Regions from separate parts of the Macaca mulatta genome. Here region 1 is linked to region 2. A link is a contact called in public Hi-C data. All regions are on one chromosome and are shown on one strand. Each heading gives the region's core, a stretch centred on a gene start, on an enhancer-like site or on the middle of the called end of the contact. The rest is flanking DNA. Distances are from core to core; before and after follow the strand shown.

Region 1 (7,625 bases), core at 2,224-4,723, 210 kb before region 2:
CAGGTGTGAGCCACTGTGTCCACCCTTTTTTTTTTTTTTTTTTTTTTTTTAAGACATGATCTTGCTCTGTCACCCAGCCCCTTCCGAGGTGGCTGCTGTATGTGGCTGTTGGCGGGAGGCCTCAGTTCCTCACCACGTGGGCCTCTCCGTGGAGCTGCTTGAGCTTCCTCCCATCATGGCGGATGGCTTTCCCCAGGTGAGTGAGCCCAGAGAAAGAGCAAAGAGGAAGCATCAGTGAATTTTATGTCCTAGTTTCAGAAGTCCCACATTGTTGCTTCTGCCTTATTCTATTGTTAAAAATGAGTCACAAAGTCTAGCTGACAATCAAAGAGAGAAGAAATAGACTTTGCCTTTCTTTTTCATCTTTTTTCTTCCTTTTTTATTTTTTATTTGTTAAGATAAGATCTCACTCTGTCACCCAGGCTGTAGTGCAGTGGCAGGATCACAGCTCCCTGCAACATTAACCTCCTAGGCTCAAGTGATCCTCCCACCGCCCACTCCCTAGTAGCTGGGGCTGCAGGTGTGCACCACCACACCGGCGTAATATTTTGTATTTTTTGTAGAGAAGAGGTCTCACCGTGTTGCCGATTATGGCCTCAAACTCATGAGTTTGGCCAGGCATGGTCAATCACACCTGTAATCCCAGCACTTTGGGAGGCCAAGGCAGGCAGATCACTTGAGGTCAGGAGTTGGAGACCAGCCTGGCCAACATGGTGAAATCCTACCTCTACTAAAAATACAAAAATTAGCTGGGTGTGGTGGTGAACACCTGTAATCCCACCTACCTGGGGGGCTGAGGCAGGAGAATTGCTTGAAACTGGGAGGTGGAGGTTGTGGTGAGCCAAGATCGCAGGCACCACTGAACTCTAGCCTGGGAAACAGAGCAAGATTCCGTCTCAAAAACAACAACAACAACAACAACAACTCATGAGCTTAAGCAATCTGCCTGCCTCAGCCTCCCAAAGTGCTGGGATTATAGGCATGAGTCACTGATTCCAGCCTGTCGTTTTCCATATAAAATATTAAGAAATGATGAAAAGAGTCTGGGCACAGTGGCTCATGCCTGTAATCCCAGCACTTTGGGAGGCTGAGGCAGGTGGGTCACTTGAGGTCAGGAATTTGAGAGCAGCCTCGCCAAGATGGTGAAAACCCGTCTCTACTAAAAATACAAAAATCAGCTGGGCATGGTGGAGCATACCTGTAATCCCAGGTACTCAGGAGGCTGAGGCACGAAACTCGCTTGAACCTGGGAGGCGGAGGTTGCAGTGAGCCTACATCACACCACTGCACTCCACCCTGGGTGACAGAGTAAGACTCTGTCTCAAGGCCGGGCGCAGTGGCTCAAGCTTGTAATCCCAGCACTTTGGGAGGCCGAGACGGGCGGATCACGAGGTCAGGAGATCGAGACCATCCTGGCTAACACGGTGAAACCCCGTCTCTACTGAAAAATACAAAAAAAACTAGCCGGGCGAGGTGGCGGGCGCCTATAGTCCCAGCTACTCGGGAGGCTGAGGCAGGAGAATGGCGTGAACCCGGGAGGCGGAGCTTGCAGTGAGCTGAGATCCGGCCACTGCACAGAGCGAGACTCCGTCTCAAAAAAAAAAAAAAGACTGTCTCAAAAAAAAAAAAAAAGCAACAACAAAGAAAAGAGTAGTACAACCAACTCAGCAGTATGTTCTTTTTTTTTTTTTTTTTTTTGGAGTGCAATGGCGCAATCTCAACTCACTGCAACCTCCACCTCCTGAGTTCAAGCGATTCTCCTACCTCAGCCTCTCAAGTAGCTGGGATTACTGGCGCACACCACCACATCTGGCTACTTTTTGGATTTTTAGTAGAGATGGGGTTTTGTTATGTTGGCTGGGTCGGTCTTGAACTTCTGACCTCAAGTAATCCACCCGCCTTGGCCTCCCAAAGTGCTGGGATTATAGGTGTGAGCCACTGTGCCCAGCCCAATTTTTTTTCCTCTTTTAATAAGACAGGGTCTGGCTCTTTGCCCAGGCTGGAGTGTAGTGGTGTGATCATAGCTCACTGCAGCCTCAAACTCCTGGGCTAAAGCAATCCTCCTACCTTGGCCTCCCGAAATGTTGGGACTGCAGGCCTGAGTCACTTGTCCAACCCATGTTATTTCAATTTCAGTCTTAGAGTGGGCTGTTTCCTTACCTGGAGGCCTCTCCTCCCTCAGTCTTTGTGTATCTCATTCCAACTCCTTTTTTGTTTTGTTTTGTTTTGTTTTTGTTTTTGTTTTTTTGAGGCACAGTCTCCCTCTGTTGCCCAGGCTGAAGTGCAGTGGTGAGATCTCCGCTCACTGCAACCACCACCTCCCGGGCTCAAGCGATTCTCCTGCCTCAGCCTCCCAAGTAGCTGGGATTACCGGCGCCGGTAGAGACAGGGTTTCACAATGTTGGCCAGGCTGGTCTCAAACTCCTGACCTCAAATGATCCGCCGGCCTCGGCCTCCCAAAGTGCTGGCATTATAGGCATGAGCCACCACGTCTGACCCCCAACTCCCTTTTTTGGAGGCTTGTTTTAACTGTCAGTTTGTGTATCTTCTTTGCGAATCGCACAGCCCAAAGTACGCCACTATTAACTGGTTTCTCTGTCTTGTTCACCAAAGTGGATCCCCAGGTCCCAATTGGATGCATCCTCTTAAACAGCTTCTACCTAGGGTAAGTGGTGGTGGTGGTGGTGGTGGTGTTGGTGGGGTGGGGCGGGGGGCTTCAGGGACCAAAACAGGGCCAGAAGGTGGGGGCCTCCAATACCCCACATTAAATTGGGACTTTATCACGTAAGCTCTGGGGAGACAGGGAAGGTTGGATTTTTGTTTGTTTTGCTTGAGACAGGGTCTCTCTCTGTTGCCCAGGCTGGAATGCGGTGGAATGCGGTGGCTTGATCACAGCTCACTGCAGTCTCGACCTCCTGGGTTCAAGTGGTCCTCCCGCCTCCGCCTGCCAAGTAGCTGAGAGGTGCGCGCCACCACCCTCGGCTATTATTTTATTTTACTTTTTTTTTTTTTTTTAAATAGAGACGAGGTTTTGCCATGTTGCCCAGACTGGTCTCCAACTTCTGGAATCAAGCAATCCTCCCGCTTGAGCCTCCGAAAGTGCTGTGATTGCAGGCGTGAGCCACCGTGCCCAGCTTAGGTTGAGCAGCGAAAGGGACAGGGCCCAGTGCTTTCTCTGCGAGGTTCAGTCGTCCTGTCACCGTCTGTCACCGTTTGGGGAGCGCCACGGAAGCTGCCAGGCAAGGCACTGACTCTAATCGAGAGGCGCACTCGTCGCCCTGGCAACGGAGTCCGGAAGAACCACAGAGATGCGGCTCCAGCGTACAGAGCGGCCGCCCTGGGCCAGCGAGGCACCGAGCGCTAGAGAGGCACTTCTAGCCTATTGTCACGTGGTCGGCCTCGGGAAGGCGGGACTTCCGGCGGCGCGGTATTTTTTTTCCGGTGGCTGGTCCCGGGCGGCCCCTCCCCGACTGGGCCCTGTGCCCCCCGCCCCCGCGGCCCCTCGCCGCCGGGCCAGCCGCCACCATGAAGAAATTCTTTCAGGAGTTCAAGGCCGACATCAAGTTCAAGAGCGCGGGACCCGGTCAGAAGCTCACAGAGTCCGTAGGGTGCGTGAGGAACGCAGGGGCGGCCGGGGAGAGGGGTCTGGGGCCTCGGGCGGCTCGGGAGATCGGAGAGGGCGAGGGGCTGGGGAGCGGCAGCCGAGAGTCAGGGGAGGGGGAGAGGCTCCGGGGGCGGGGCAAGCGGGGCCGAGGATGGGCGTCAGGGGGAGGGGAGAGAGATCTGGGGTCAGGGCAGGAGGGGGCGGGTGTGAGCCGGGGGCGGGGCAAGGGAGGCGGGGGGAGGGGAACATGCGCAGGGGGCGGGGCAAGGGGGCCGGGTGGGCGGGGAAGTCTCGGGGGCGGGGCCGCAGGAGGGTCCGAGGCAGTGGCGGGGGATTAGGGCGGCGGGGCTGCAGGAAGTTGGGGGTCAGTGGAGCGACCCTGGGGGAAAAAAGGGATGATCAGTTCTGAGACGGGTGATAAGGGAGAGGTCTGGGGACCCGGCTGGTCCTTAAGTGGCCGGGATGATTTGGGGGAATCTAGGTGACCATGGATGAGAGCTGAGCTTGGAGGAAGACGCACAACTGTGGGGTGGGGTGGTGGAGAGTTGTTCTGAGGCATCCATGGGAAGAGGGGTTCTGGACTTGGGATCTGGAGCACGTGGGAGGCTGATGGGAGACCAGGAAGAGTCTGGAAGGCCAAGGAGGCCGGGGTGGGTAGCGTCTTCAGTCACCTGGGAGGGGCTGAGGAAGGTGTGTGAGGAGACTGGAGGTGAGGGACTCTGACAGATGGACTGTGACACGGGAGGGGCCTGAGAGGAGAAGACCGGCGAGATTGACGCCTCTGAGCAGGTTGGGAGAAAGGCCTTCTCTACGAGGCTTCTCTGCCAGGTCACTGTGCCAAGTGGATTATGGAGGTGAGAGGGGAGGGGAAAGGAGATAAGTGCCGGGCAGGCTTCGGGATCGTCTAGGGAGGACTTGGAGAGAAGGGCCTGAGCAGGGCTGAGCCAGCTGGGAGGGCAGGTGGAGGGCCGGGAAAGAAGTGGCGCTGGAGAGGGTGCGAGGCTGAGGGCTGCTGGGCTGAGAAAAGGGAAGCTGGAAGAGCTGGGGCTGCTGCAGGGAGCTGGCTGGCCAGGGGGTGGTGGGGACTGTTGGAGAGTGACTGAGGAAGGAGGTCAGCCAGGCAGCCAGGGTAGGGGTCTGTAAGCAATAATGGAAGGGATTGTGAAGGGGTGGGGGCTGGGAGGGGGTAGGAGGAGAGGCAGGGAGGTGGCAGGAAGTGGGGGTCAGGGAATCACGGGTTGGTGGGGTGGTGATGGAGGTAGGGGCATAGCGAGGAATTCAGGGTTCCTAGGGGAGAGCAGGAGAGCAAAGGCTGAGTGAGAGAGGGAGGGGGGTCAGGGAGAGAAGTGGACAAATGGGGGGAGCCCTTCATTGATTCAACCAGTAGTGGGTGGGGTTAGGACTGGGCGTGACAGGAAGGATGCAGGGCATCAGGGTGATGGCTGGGTCAGCCCAGAGCCTGGCGGAGAGGGGAAGGTCAGAGGGGAGACTCGGGAAGGGAAGTGGTGCGGAGGTCCCCTCTGGAGCGAGACTGGATATCCAGGGTGTGTGGGGCGTGTGGGCACCAAGTCCTGTTTTAGGCTGCAGTGGTGGACAGGAGAAGGCCTCTGCTGTCCCAGGGCTCAACTTCTAGAGGGAGCTGATGGACAAATAAACCAACAGACCTCAGAGGAGGGCTCAGGCGGTGCCCAGGGCCTTGAAGGAGGGTGAGCAGACGCCATCAGGTGGTTTGGGAAGGCCTCTCCCAGGACACAGAGAGACTCAGCCGTGGGGAAATCAGCCCCCTCCTTCTCTCCCTGTGGCAGCTCTAGCCCTTTCCAGATCCCCTGTCCTCCTCCCTCCCCGCAGGAGAACACTGTGGGCAGAAGGCGCAGACAGTGCAGGGCCTTGCGGCGGGGAGCAGCTGGGGTATGGGAAGAACCGCGGGGAGCCCAGGGGAGCCAGGCCAGGGGAGGGCAGTGGGCCAGGCCGGGAAGGGCTCTCCGGCCGAGGGAGGCTTTAGGATTTCGTGGTGGGGGGGCGTCGTGCAGTGGAGTGATGCTGACGCTCCCTGGCTGAGGTTGCAGAAGGGTCCCTGTGGCTGCCCAGGGCGGGCAGGGTCCATGACCGGTTGGGGTGAGGTGCCCTGGGAAATGCCATTTTGTTGGAAAGACCTAGATATCGGATGGGGCTGGGATGGGTCTTCATGAGTCATCTCCTCTTCCACCCAAGATGCTGCGCTGTGGGAGGACTAGATAGGCAGGGGTGGGCACGAAGCTAAGCCTCGAGACGAGGAGGGAGGGCTGCCCGAGTATCTAAGCAGAGCCAGAGGAGTACAGGGCTTGAACTGAGAGCCTGGCCTCCAGGAAGTTTTAAGAGACTTACGACATGGAAAGTGACACAGTCCCTGGATTCACGGGAGGGGCCCGAGAGGACACAGGCGAGACAGACGCGTCCGAGCAGGTTGGCAGAAAGGGCTTCTCTGCCAGGCCACTGTGCCAAGTGGATTATGGAACCCTCCTTGGTGTAGGGCTCAACAGGGCGGAACCGCGAGTCCATGAGCTCTTGGTACTTGCACAGCCCCGGGCCTGGCATGGAGTGGCCAGGGCGAGGCTGGTTCTGCTGTCCGCTGACCCCAGGGTCCTGCCACAAGGGTGGTGTGGCATGGGGCACATTGCCCGGACTTCCTGACCCTCTTGGGTTTGGGAACGGGATGGTGAGGCCTCCCTGGCAGCTTGTTAGGAGGAGTCAACCAACCAAGCCGACCGGCTCCCAGCAGGGGCCCAGCACACAGTAGGTGCTCAGCAAACGAAGCTGTGACCTGAGGGTGGAGACTCTCACAGCAGGGAGTGGGGGAGGATGTGGCATCCCTTGAGTCTCCTCAATTCCTGAGGATGTGGGCTGGGTGCTGTGGCTCATGCCTGTAGTCCCAGCAGTTTGGGAGGCCCTGGTGGGAGGATCATTTGAGGCCAAGAGTTCGAGACCAGCCTGAGCTACACAGCGAGACCCTGTCTCGATAGAAAAATTAGTCATGCGTGGCCGGGCGCGGTGGCTCAAGCCTGTAATCCCAGCACTTTGGGAGGCCGAGACGGGCGTATCACAAGGTCAGGAGATCGAGACCAGCCTGGCTAAATACGGTGAAACCCCGTCTCTACTAAAAAATACAAAAAACTAGCCGGGTGAGGTGGTGGGCGCCTGTAGTCCCAGCTACTCGGGAGGCTGAGGCAGGAGAATGGCGTAGACCCGGGAGGCGGAGCTTGCAGTGAGCTGAGATGCGGCCACTGCACTCCAGCCTGGGCGACAGAGCGAGACTCCGTCTCAAAAAAAAAAAAAAGAAAAATTAGCCATGCGTGATGATGCTTGCCTCCAAGTCCCAGCTACTCGGGAGGCTGAGGCGGGAGGATTCCTTGAGCCTGGGAACTCAGGGTTGCAGTGAGCCGTGATCGTGCCATTGTACTCCAGCATGGGTGACAGAGCAAGACCCTGTCTCAAAAAGAAAAAAAAAAAGGCCCTGAGGATATCAAGGTGCCTTCGCCTCGGGAGGGGTGCTGCCACCCCATTTTACAAACGAGGATGCTGAGGCCCAGTGGGGCAGGACTTGCCCTGTGGTGCAGAACTGAGCGGAACCAGCATCTCCTTCCTCCAGGGGCTCTTCCGCTTGCAGAAGAACCATCTGGTGGCTGCGGGTGGCCCCTGGGAAGCAGGCGTCCTGGCCCGCATAGGCAGGGACACGTCTGACTGGTGGTGCTGGTGGCAGGAGCTGGGGAGCAGCAGAAGCTCCCCTGTGTGACCGCACGTCAGGTTTGCCGGCCACCTCAGGAGGATACACTCGCTCTCCCTCGGTCTGTCCCCAGGGAAAAGGCCCCCAAACAGAAGTCCAGCCAGCCGGCCCCGAGGCCGCCCCGCCAGGGACCCACCAATGAGGCACAGATGGCGGCCGCTGCCGCCCTGGCCCGGCTGGAGCAGAAGCAGTCCCGGGCCTGGGGCCCCACGTCGCAGGACAGCATCCGAAACCAGGGTGAGATGTGGCCCGCCCCGGGCC
Region 2 (6,893 bases), core at 554-3,053:
CTCAGTGGAGACATACAGGATGCATTTGATTCTCCTAAATACCAGTCACGACAATACACATGAAATGTTATCTACACGGGAAGCTCTAAAAAGCCAGTTTTTTTGTTTGTTTTTGCTTTGAGACGGAGTTTTGCTCTTGTTGCCCAGGCTGGAGTGTAGTGCCGTGATCTCAGCTCACTGCAAAACTCCGCCTCCCGGGTTCAAGCGATTCTCCTGCCTCAGCCTCAGCCTCCCCAGTAGCTGGGATTACAGCCACCCACCACCACACCCAGCTAATTTTTGTATTTTTAGTAGAGATGGTGTTTCACCATGTTGGCCAGTCTGGTCTTGAACTCCTGACCTCAGGTGATCCACCTTCCTTGGCCTCCCAAAGTGCTGGTATTACATGTGTGAGGCCCCATACCCTGCCCTTTGTAGAGGTTAAGCTTTGCTTAGTGCTTCTGTTGTTCCGGCAGGAGACTGAGTTCCCCAAGGTGTCCCAATTCCCCAGCAACTCTGTAGAGGTTAAACCAGGACACTGTTAGCTCAGCCTCCCAATTACTATACTACATCGTTTCCTACACAGTCATGTCCCTGGATCTGAATCCTAAGTAGCTGAAACCTGCGGGGCTCAGTTTACTCCTCTGTGAAACGGGCACATTGTCTTCTGTCTCCAAGAGTCTTTACACAGGTTCCTTGAGGCAAGGGGGATAAACTGCTCTTTGCAGTGTCTGGTACCCAGCAGGTGCTTCAAACACAAAGTGCTTTATTTTCCAGTGGTGCAGTAGAGTTATCTGTCATAATCCATACTCACACTGCCTTTGTATTCCGCGGCTCCTGTTTCCCAGGAGTTCCTACAGCAAGCCTGGGACCGCTCTCCTAGAAAGACCTGCGTGCGGCCGGGCACGGTGGCTCACGCCTGTAATCCCAGCACTTTGGGAGGCTGAGGTGGGCGAATTGCCTGAGCTCAGGAGTTCGAAACCACCCTGGGCAACATGGTGAAACCTCATCTCTACTAAAATACAAAACAAAAATTAGCCGGGTGTGGTGGCGGGCACCTGTAATCCCAGCTACTCAGAAGGCTGAAGCAGGAGAATCGCTTGAACCCAGGAGGCAGAAGCTGCAATGAGCCAAGAACGTGCCACTGCACTCCAGCCCGGGCAGCAAGAGCAAAACTCAGTCTCAAAAAACAAAAAAACAGAACTGTGCCAACACTATGGTTTATACTGAACCTCTGCTTTTCTTCTGGAAGTCTGGAATCTTGGCCACTGTCAGGCAGAGAGTATCTGCATGACCAGACCCCAACAAAAACAAACACACACACCCCTCTCCAAAGAACACGATTGGCTACAGGCCCCAAGAGGGGCAGGGCTTCATACGGCCACGCCCCTCAAAAGGATGGCACAAGACCGCCAGTATTTTAAGGAAGCCCCGCCCCCAGATAACATGATTGGATCATTCCCTCCGAAAAACCCTATCTGGTGAAGTGATTGGGTAAAAGCCCAAGCCACGCCCCACAGGTGATGGCTACACCCCTGCCCGGAAGGGAAGACTTAGCGAAGGCCCACCCCCCACGGAAGGCGATGGGGAGGAGTCTGGGGAAGAGTCTGGGAAGCCCCATCCCATGGAGGGCCGTTGGGAAAGAAGGGTTCCAAAGAAGAGATCCCAGGAAGCTCCTCCCTCTCCCGGAGTTCCGGGATGTCCCGCTCCGACTGGAAAGCCCCAGTCGCCCAACACTTACGTTTAATACTTTTCGCTCCGACATCTTCGCCTCCTAATCACCTCGCAAGCACCTGAGAAATGCTAAGCCTAAGTGCCAAGCTTGTCGGACGGAAGCCTCACTTCCGTAAACGTCACTTCCTTCATCCTGTTATTGGCTGCAGCATACATAGCCGACTTCTTTCATTGGTTCCAATCCCCGTCTATCAAGCTGGAAGTCCCGGCGTCTTCCCTCCGGAGTTGCAACCTGAGTAGCGCGAAATAAGGGTTCCGGGATCCATACGGAATTGGAGAGTTTTGTAGAGTGCGCTGCGCCCCCTAGAAGCGGGCAGCGGCTCATTAAAATTTTGTAACGTGACCTGGCTGCGGGTCGCGACAGCCCTTGTTCTTCATTCTTTTAATCAGCAAATATGTATTATGCGCCTGCCTTGTATTCTGGGCTCTGGGAATCCACACATCGTTCCTGTGCCCGCAGCTTTCACATGGGGTTGGGGCCACATATAGGATGACTTAAGAGGACCCTGGACACCTCTTGAGTCACAGACATTGACTTAAAGATCAGGCTCCAAACCCACTTCCTAAACATACGCAGTGTCTCCCAAATGTCCCTCCATTGCCCACCTGTGCCTTCCCTTTAAAGAGGACTTCCCGGCCGGGCGCGGTGGCTCAAGCCTGTAATCCCAGTACTTTGGGAGGCCGAGGCGGGTGGATCACGAAGTCAGGAGATCGAGACCAACCTGGCTAACATGGTGAAACCCCGTCTCTACTAAAAATACAAAAAACTAGCCAGGCGTGGTGGCGGGCGCCTGTAGTCCCAGCTACTCGGAGGCTGAGGCAGGAGAATGGCGTGAACCCGGGAGGCGGAGCTTGCAGTGAGCCGAGATCGCGCCACTGCACTCCAGCCTGGGTGACACAGCGAGACCCCGTCTCAAAAAAAAAAATAAATAAATAAATAAATAAAAATAAAGAGGACTTCCCATCCCATTCCTTCTCCAGCCTCCTCCCCACCTTTCATGGACGTTTCCTCTATGTCAGATTGTTCCAGGAAAGGGGTCCGGATCCAGACCCCAAGAGAGGGATCTTGGATCTCGTGCAAGAAAGAATTCCGGGCGAGTCCACAGTGCAAAGCAAAAGCAAGTTTATTTAGAACGTAGATGAATAAAAGAATGGCTACTCCATGGACAGAGCATCCCCGACGGCTGCTGGTTGCCCATGTTTATGGTGATTTCTTGATGATATGCTAAAACAAGGGGTGGATGATTCATACCTCCCTTTTTTAGACCATATAGGGTAACTTCTTGACGTTGCTGTGGCAATCGTTTATTTATTTATTTATCTTTTGAGAAAGAGTCTTGCTCTGTTGCCCAGGCTAGCGGGCAGTGGTGCGATCTTGGCTCACTGCAACCTCCGCCTCCAGTATTCAAGTGATTCTAATGCCTCAGCCTCCCAAGTAGCTGTGATTGCAGGCGTGTTCCACCATGCCTGGCTAATTTTTGTGTTTTTAGTAGAGACAGGGTTTCCCCATGTTGGCCAGGCTGGTCTTGAACTCCTGATCTCAAGTGTTCCACCCACCTCAGCCTCCCAAAGTGCTGGGATTACAGGTGTGAGCCACCACGCCCAGCCTGCCATAGTATTTGTAAACCGTCATGGCGCTGGTGGGAGTGTAGCAGTGAGGACAACCACAGGTAATTCTTGTTGCCATCTTGGTCTCAGCCGGCTTCTTCACTGCAATCTGTTTCATCAGCAAGGTCTTTTTTTTTTTTTTTTTTTTTTGAGTCGGAGTCTGGCTCTGTCACCCATGCTGGAGTGCAGTGGCTGGATCTCAGCTCACTGCAAGCTCCGCCTCCCAGGTTCATGCCATTCTCCTGCCTCAGCCTCCCGAGCAGCTGGGACTACAGGCACCCACCACTTCACCCGGCTAGTTTTTTTTTTTTGTATTTTTTAGTAGAGAGGGGGTTTAACTGGGTTAGCCAGGATGGTCTGCATCTCCTGACCTCGTGATCCGTGCGTCTCAGCCTCCCAAAGTGCTGGCATTACAGGCTTGAGCCACCGCGCCCGGCAGCAGGGTCTTTATGACCTGTATCTTGTGCCAAACTTCTGTTTTATCCTGTGACTCAATATGCCTTAATCGTCTGGGAATGCAGCCCAGTAGGTCTCAGCCTTATTTTACCCAGCCCCTACTCAAAATGGAGTCACTGCTTCGAATGCCTCTAACAAGATGACTTGCTCACTAAATGCGGACCCATGAGACAACAAGACCTAAGACTCCAGCCAGGCAAGGTGGCTCACCTCTGGAATCCCAGCACTTTGGGAAGCTGAAGTGGGAGGAGTGATTGAGCCCCGGAGGTCAAGACCAGCCTGGGTAACATAGCAAGACCCCGTCTCTACTTTAAAAAAGAAAAGACACAAGATTCCTGCCCTCACAGGGATCACTGTCTGATGGGACAGACAGACAATAGATTAAAAAGGGTCATTTCAGGGCATGAGGAATGATCAGAATGTTAGGGAAACAGGAGCATAGGAGAGCCGGGTGACACCATTTTAAAATCAACTCCATTTTTTTCTTTTCTTTTTTTTTTTTTTTGAGACAGAGTCTGCTTCTGTCACCCAGGCTGTAGTGGAGTGGCGTGATCTCTGCTCACGGCAATCTTCGCCTCCCAGGTTCAAGTGATTCTCCTGCCTCAGCCTCCCAAGTAGCTGGGATTACAGGCACTCACCACCACATCTGGCTAGTTTTTGTATTTTTAGTAGAGATGAGGTTTCGCCATTTTGGCCAGGCAGGTCTCGGACTCCTGACCTCAGGTGATCTGCCCACCTCTGCCTCCCAAAGGGCTGGGATTACAGGCATGAGCCACCACACCCGGCCACAAATCAATTCCATCTTAAAAGTAACAAGGCACATTTGCTGCCAGTCACGACCCAGGGTCATAAGATGTTTACAATTGAGAAAACATCTTACAAATGCCTGGGAGGATGCATTCCTACAACAATGGAAGGTCCAGAGGTCCTGATATCGTGCAGCAATATATGCTTTTACGATCGTTATAGTCGCCGGGCGCGGTGGCTCACGCCTGTAATCCCAGCACTTTGGGAGGCCAAGATGGTCGGATCACCTGAGGTCAGGAATTTGAGACTAGCCTGGCCAACATGGCAAAAACCCAACTCTACTAAAAGTACAAAAATTAGCCAGGCGTGGGGCAGGCGCCTATAATCCCAGCTACTCCGGAGGCTGAGGCAGGAGAATCGCTTGAACCCGGGAGGCGGAGGTTGCAGTGAGCCAACATCACACCACTGCACTCCACTGTGGGCAACAAGAGTGAGACTCTGTTTCAAAAAAAGAAGAAAGGGCCAGGCGCGGTAGCTCACACCTGTAATCCCAGCACTTTGGGAGGCCAAGGAGGGCGGATTGCCTGAGCTCAGGAGATTGAGACCATCCTGGCTAACATGGTGAAACCCCATCTCTACTAAAAATACAAAAAATTAGCCGGGCGTGGTGGCGGGCACCTGTAGTCCCAGCTACTCGGAGGCTAAGGCAGAAGAATGGCGTGAATTGAACCCGGGAGGCGGAGCTTGCAGTGAGCCGAGATCGCGCCACTGCACTCCAGCCTGGGGGACAGAGCGAGATTCCACCTCAAAAAAAAAAAAAAAAAAAATTAGCCAGGCACGGTGGTGAAGGTCGGGAGTTCAAGACCAACCCGACCAACATGGATAAACCTCGTCTCTACTAAAAATACAAAATTAGCCAGGTGTGGTGGTGCATGCCTGTAATCCCAGCTACTTGGGAAGCTGAGGCAGGAGAATCACTTGAACCCGGGAGGCAGGGGTTGCAGTGAGTCGAAATTGCACCATTGCACGCCAGCCTGGGCAACAAGAGCGAAACTCTGTCTCTAAATAATTAAATAAATAAATAAAACCTGCTTTGCAAAAGTGGAAGGTTTAACAGACTTTATTTTATTTTATTTTATTTTAGAAGGAGTCTCACTCTGTCACCCAGGCTGGAGTGCAGTGGCATGATCCTGGCTCACTGCAAGCTCCGCCTCCCAGGTTCACGCCATTCCCCTGCCTCAGCCTCCCGAGTAGCTGGGACCACAGGCGCCCGCCACCACGCCTGGCTAATTTTTTGTATTTTTTTAGTAGAGACAGGGTTTCACCGTGTTAGCCAGGATGGTCTTGATCTCCTGACCTCGTGATCCGCCCGTCTCGGCCTCCCAAAGTGCTGGGATTACAGGCTTGAGCCACCGCGCCCGGCCAACAGACTTTAAAAAGAAAGAAAAAGAACCCCTAATATTCTCTGCTCAGCTCATGGAAACATTCTGAAACTGGTCCAATTGTTCCATAGAACGAACACTTATGATTATTTGAATAAACAAAGAAATGGATCCTCCCTAGTCTTAAAACTTGAAACTTAACATTTGTCTCATCTTGGTTCCTTCCTCAGGAAACTGACCATCAGGCAAGGAACTGAAACTCATCAGATCATCATATCCAGACAATGAGAGTCCAGACCCCATCATCCATCGAGATTATTTCCTTAACATCCTCCCTGAATTTGTTTTCTCCCATTCCCCAGCTATGTAAACTCCCCAATTTTAGTTGGTCAGGGAGACATATGGGACTTTACCACCCCTTCTCCTTGATTGCAGCCCCAGGATAAAGCATTCCTCCCTGGCAATCCTTGTTGTCTCAGTGATTGGCTTTCTGTGCAGACGGCAGCAAGACCTAGACCAAACGGCTGGCGTTTTAGTAGCTAATTCGATCTGATGAAATGAGGTGTTGCCCGATTCCAGAATTGCAAAGAAAACCCAATTAAGATCTCTGAACTATATAGGTTGCAGCATTTGTTTTGTTTTGAGATGCAGTCTTACTCTGTTGCCCAGGCTGGAGTGCAGTGATGTGATCTCACCTCACCACAACCTCCACCTCCTGAGTTCAAGCAGTTCTCCTGCCTCAGCCTCCCAAGTCGCTGGGGCCACAGGCCTGTGCCACCACACCAGGCTCATTTTTGTATTTTTAGTAGAGATGGGGTTTCACCATGTTGGCCAGGCTGGTCTCGAACTCCTGACCTCAAGTGATTCACCTGCCTCAGCTTCTCAAAGTGCTGGGGTTACAGGCGTGAGCCACTGTGCCTGGCCAAGGTTGCAGCTTTGTCTTTTGACCATGAATAGTGATGGAAAGGGGGCAATTGTAGGTGATGC

The links. A called contact is a pair of places that touch in the nucleus more often than the background predicts.
Region 1: a contact with region 2 is called in a Hi-C map of fetal cortex germinal zone, with 1.9 times the contacts expected there. The contact joins the promoter of UBXN6 here to the promoter of YJU2 in region 2. A contact is called at or near these places in 2 of 14 Hi-C or Micro-C datasets (CD4 T cells and fetal cortex germinal zone).

What each region holds. Positions count from the first base shown.
Region 1 is chr19:5,287,662-5,295,286 of T2T-MMU8v2.0, reverse strand. It overlaps UBXN6 (UBX domain protein 6), which reads left to right and starts at 3,473. Exons shown (of 11, transcript NM_001258169.1): 1 at 3,473-3,608; 2 at 7,438-7,601. The coding sequence starts at 3,526.
Region 2 is chr19:5,073,706-5,080,598 of T2T-MMU8v2.0, reverse strand. YJU2 (YJU2 splicing factor homolog) reads right to left here and starts at 1,803. Exons shown (of 8, transcript XM_077979558.1): 1 at 1,721-1,803. The coding sequence starts at 1,744.